Regions from separate parts of the Oryctolagus cuniculus genome. Here region 2 is linked to region 1. A link is a contact called in public Hi-C data. All regions are on one chromosome and are shown on one strand. Each heading gives the region's core, a stretch centred on a gene start, on an enhancer-like site or on the middle of the called end of the contact. The rest is flanking DNA. Distances are from core to core; before and after follow the strand shown.

The links. Hi-C and Micro-C count contacts between places; a contact is called where the count stands out from the background.
Region 2: a Hi-C map of psoas muscle shows a contact between it and region 1, with 4 times the contacts expected there. The contact joins the promoter of TUBGCP5 here to the promoter of HERC2 in region 1. A contact is called at or near these places in 2 of 6 Hi-C or Micro-C datasets (psoas muscle and an unstated tissue).

The regions. Positions count from the first base shown.
Region 1 is chr12:17,405,427-17,408,197 of mOryCun1.1, forward strand. It overlaps HERC2 (HECT and RLD domain containing E3 ubiquitin protein ligase 2), which reads right to left and starts at 1,344. Exons shown (of 93, transcript XM_051822208.2): 1 at 1,073-1,344; 2 at 372-474. The coding sequence starts at 443.
Region 2 is chr12:17,676,515-17,679,285 of mOryCun1.1, forward strand. It overlaps TUBGCP5 (tubulin gamma complex component 5), which reads right to left and starts at 1,344. Exons shown (of 24, transcript XR_011380680.1): 1 at 1,142-1,344.

The sequences.
Region 1 (2,771 bases), core at 94-2,593:
GTTCCCCAATTTTCCCTTCTAGTTAACTGAGCAACCCAAAAACTGTCCATAACAAACAAACAACAGCTTCCAAGTTATTGTTCAGCATGACACAGGCTTCTTAGAACAATAAAAATAAAAAGGGGAAAATGCTGCATAACTAGATCTCAAGTTTCTTGCACTTATAAATAACTGCTTACAATGCAGCCACCTGCGATCTACAAGAACAGCCATAAAAACTGTTACATTTTAATTATAGGACATAAGCCTGTTTCTGTAATCTGGAAAAATCCAACTGACAACCCTTTACATATCCTTTAAACACAGCCTTAACCGGCAATGTAAATATGGAGGCACGAGCATAACCCAGAGAAAGGCAAGTGAAACCCCACCTGTATGTCTGTTTTCAACCATTTGGAGTCGAGGCGAGCCTGGGCAGCCAAACAGAAAGACTCGGAGGGCATCTTTCCTGCAGCGTGCTCCCAGCTGGCAGGCCTGCAAGTCAGAACAGAAATGCTGAAGCCCTAAAACCTTTTTCAGCGTCTACAAGGACCCTCCCGCAAGGTCTGCTGCGGCGAAGAGAGAAAAAGCGGAGCGAGAAGAGGTGGGGGAGGGGGACTAGGGGCGGGGAGAGGGAAAGATGGCAAGGGAAGCAGGCGAAGCCCACTTCCACCTCGGGCAGGGCTCGCCCCGTTTCGGTCCTACGCAGGCAAGACCTTGAGAACGGAGGATCACAGGAGACCAGATCTCAATGTCATGCCCCTTCCCTTCAATTCCGAAGGCAGACACACAAACCGGCGACAAGAAGCCCATGACTTCAACGAGAAATGACACCAGCGTGCATCTGCCGCTTGACCCCAGACCCGTGCGTGGTGCACGAAACACGTTAATCAAAAGTCACGTCTGCAGAGAAATCCACAACCATAATCACTCAGAAAGGGAAAGACAGGAGGAGAAACGCGCCGCGGGCGGTCCCCGCAGGCCCAGGTCCGGCCTCCGCGCCAACGCCCTCCGACCCAGCGCCCCGTCCGCCGGCCCCAGGGCCGCACCGCCCCAACCTCCCCCGCGCCCCAGGCACCAGGACCTGACGCACAGCGGCCCGGCGCCTCGCCCCACCGGTGCGCGGACACAGCCTCCAGCCGCCGCTAGCTCCGGCCGGCGCTCGCGATCCCAGCGCCTCTCGCGGCCGGAGGGGCGGACCGACGTGGGGGCTACCGCCCCTGGCGCCCAGCCAATCGCAGAGAGGCTACTGCGCGGGCACAGCCAATGGGGAAGAGGAACCCCTTCGCCGCTCCTCCCTACTCCCCTGCTTTCTTCGATCTCTCATATCTTCCTCTTTGGATCTCCGCCGCTACAGCCAGGGCCAACCGCAGGCGCCGGGGGGGCGGGACTTCCGCCGTACGCACCGGCCCGCGCACGCGCTCATGGCCGAGATTTCGCAGGGTTCTTGAGTCCAGCCTTTGATGGTCACGTACCGTGGAGGGCTCAAGGGCTGTGTGGGTCAGGCGACTGGGTCAGCAACACAGGATGAGGACACAACTCGAGAGGCCAGCGGGGCCTGCAAGAGCTTGGAGCTGTCTGTGCCACAGAATGCAACAAAAATCTTGAGGACTCCGAAAAGTAAATGGAAACAGGAATGGAAGAAAATCAGACCTCAGGGTACCCCTGAAACAACGGTGGTCCAAAAATAAAATGGAAACGTAAAACAATGGGAACCATACAGAGTGTGTTTCCTGATCATAATGGAATTAAACTGCAAATCAACGAATAATAGGACAATCTCTGAACATTTGGAGATTAACATACTTCTTAATAACCCAGGAATCAAATAAAAATAATCCATAGGCCAAAGGACTCTCAAAGGAATTAGAATGTATTTTTAATTGTATATAAATTTAGTTTGTGAGATGCAACTGAAGTGAAGATTAGAGCAAGATATTTTGTATTAGCTGGTTATATTAGAAAAGAAGAAAAAGAAAACCAAGTCTAAGCTTCCATTTTAAGAAACTGGGAAGGGGGGGAATGAAAATACACCCAAAGTAAGCAAAAGAAAGAAATAATGGAGTGCAAATGAGATGAAAAACACCAATGAAACTAAAGCTGGTTCTTTAAAAGATCAAAAATGTTCATCTCTAGCAAGACTAACAAAAAAGAGAAGGAATAACTTACTAGTATTAGAAATGCAAGAAGATATAACTAAAGATCACACAAACTTTAAAATTAAAGGACTGGTAGAAACAATGGTATACACATAAATTTCACAATTTATACGAACTGAACTAATTCCTTGGGAGCTACATACTACTAAAACTCAATAAGAAATAGATAATGCTGAACAGACCCCATGACTATTAAAGAATGAATTTGCTGTTTAAAACCTTCCCACAAAAAATCTTAAGGCCCAAACTATTCAATGGCAGATTCTGGTTCTACTAATTATTTAACAAAGAAACAGCACCAATTGTACCAAAACTCTCCCAAACAATTAAAGTGGAGCGAACATTTCCATTCTATAAGTTTAACATGACCCTGATAACAAAGCTAGAAAAAGGCATTACAAGAAAATTTCAGGCCAATATCCCTCCTGAATTTACTTTGAATACAACAAGCCTACATACAGCACAAGGTCTTGGTGCCTAGGGTGTATGTTCTCATCTTTGACACATGAGCTGTTTCAAAGGCCTGAAAAGTAGGTCTACATTCTAGGAATTGTTTAGTTCTCTCTTTTTTTTAAGATTTATGTATTTTATTTGAAAGTCAGAGTTAGAGAGAGAGATCTTCCATAAAAAGAT
Region 2 (2,771 bases), core at 94-2,593, 270 kb after region 1:
AATCTGAAAGACCTCTATTCTTATAAACCAAGTAGGCAGATTATATCCATGATCACTAAGCAATCAAGATTAAAAGATCCTGAAAAACTTCATTATTTGATTTGTATGGAACTTAGAATATTAACAATGAACGACACTCTTTCAGTGATAATTCCATTATGGGTAATAATCATAATAGTACTGTCTAATTTACATTTTCCAGAAACAAAAAATCGATCATCTGATTCCAGCCAAATACCTGGCCCAGCTCTTCCAAAATTAATCACCCGAGAAAGTGAATGAGAACCGGGCGAGGAGCCTTAGCGTACTCTGTGCCAGCAGCCCTTCCAGGCGCTGGGGTGCGGCGGTCGGGGCGACCGCAGTCACTTTCCTACACTCCCCAGTGCGTCGAAGTAAGAATGGAAGGGGGCCCGGAACACAGTTCCAGAGGGTGTCGGTGTGCGCCGCACACGACTCCCGATGGGCAGCGAGTTCAGCAGGGCACACGGCAGACACAAGGCTAGGTGGGAGGCCGGCGCCCCACGGTGCACAGCCCCCGGGGGCACCGCGCGGCTCACCGGGGCACCGCGCAGCTCACCGGGGCACGAGCGGCTCACTGGGGGCACCGCGCGGCTCACCGGGGCACCGCGCAGCTCACCGGGGCACCAGGCAGCGGCTCACCGGGGCACCGCGCGGCTCACCGGGGCACCAGGCAGCGGCTCACCGGGGGCACCGAGCGGCTCACCGGGGCACCAGGCAGCGGCTCACCGGCGGCACCGAGCGGCTCACCGGGGGCACCAGCTCACCGGGGCACCGCGCGGCTCACCGGGGCACCAGGGAGCGGCTCACCGGGGCACCGCGCGGCTCACCGGGGGCACCACGCGGTTCACCGGGGCACCAGGGAGCTCACCGGGGCACCAGGCAGCGGCTCACCGCGGCACCGCGCAGCTCACCGTGGGCACCAGGCAGCGGCTCACCGGGGCACCGAGCGGCTCACCGGGGCACCAGGCAGAGGCTCACCGGGGGCACCAGGCAGCGGCTCACCGGGGCACCGAGCGGCTCACCGGGGGCACCAGGCAGAGGCTCACCGGGGCACCGCGCAGCGGCTCACCGGGCACCGCGGCCTGCGCGCCCGCCCCAGCCTCCCCGGCTCCCCACGGACCTGAAGTTGGACCAGGCGAAGTTCAGCGCGAGCTGGAAGTTGGGGTCCGCCTCGTCCTGCAGGCCGGTGACATGTCGCACGAGTTCGCGCACGTCGCGCTCCTGCTGCCGCTCCTGCCGGCTCCAGGACGGCCCCGGCCGGGCCATAGCTCCGCGCTCCGCCGCGCCGCCTCTCCGTGATCATGCAGCCGTTCTCGCGAGAGTTCTGGCTCCCGCGGCGCAGCGCCTTCTGTTCTCGCGAGAGTTCCTACTGGTCTGGGTGGCTTTGGCGGCAATCTGAATGTGTTTTGTAGTTGCGCGCGGTGTCTTCAGAGCGAACTGTTATTATCATTAATCAGATTAATAAGCGTCCGGCCAGCGCTGGTGGGTGGTTTAAGTTAGGATGGCTTTAGGATGACAGCGCCGCCAGTGAGTTCTCCAGTACGTTGATTGCCCCAGCATTCCCACGTACCACGGTGTGGTTGGCTGGTTATTCTTCAAGCTTTAGCTTCTCAAATCCTTGGCCTGGCAGTCTTTCCTGCTCCAGCTTCAAGCATCATGCTTGTAACTCTCAAATCTGGATGCACAGCCCACATATTCTTGGCACCCCAAACACATTGTTTAGTTGCTGATTATCTCCCAAATAAAAATGTGTGTATAAATGGGTGTATATATTCATTTCCTCATTGTGTTTTACCCGCTAAATGTCAACTGCATGCGAGTTCTGCTCACAACTAATCACTAGCACTTAGAATAAGGATACCTGGACCATCCTGAGACTCATTAAAGAAGGAAACAATGCTTCCCTGGAAGGCTCAAACACCACTCAGCTAAATGCACTCTCTCCCTTCCTGATCAGCCTGTGTTCTCATTTGAGATATGAACCAGTACCAGCGTTCCCCACTGCACCTAGCCAGAGGCTCCCTGCCTATGCCGGTCTCTTTCTTCTCAGTAATGCAGAACAATTAGTTGATTTCTGAATTCTCTCTGAAGTCTGCTTTTCTTCCCCGTTGCCTCAGGCTAGACCCCAGACTCCTGGAAGGTCCCCTCACCCATCTCTGACTCTGATCCCATCACAGATCTGATAACCCCACTCCCCACGGTCTGCAGCAGGATTTCTAGACCTCAGCTTTAGAGGACAATTCTTTCTTGTGGAGAGTTGTCTTGCACACTGAACTTGAAGCAGTTTCCTTGGCTTCTCCTCACTAGATTCCAACAGTAACTCTCCTCACCCCTGCTGTGACAACCAAAAGGTCTCCAAACGTTGCAAATGCATTCTGGGGGCAAAATCACCCCTCGGTAGGAACTGCTGGCCTACAGGATAAACTCCAAACTTCAGAGCAATAGGACTCAGGGGTTTTTCTAACCTTGGCTTATCTGACCTGCTTCATCCGTCTCTATTATGGAGAGGTCATTTCCACGGGCAGGAAGAATTAATATTGTAAAAGATGGTAGCTGTCGTTAATCAATCCGGGCAGTTTCCTTCGACCTGCAGAACAGGCCCTGTATGATCCAGCTCTTTAGCTGCGTGTCCTGCTGTGTTCTAGCTCAGGCACAGAGTCAGAGCGACTCTGCAAGGAGAAAGAAATGCCAGGAAAAAGAACAGTGTCGCTGCGACAAGCTGTGGCCTGAGTCCTTGCTCCCGAGGTCTC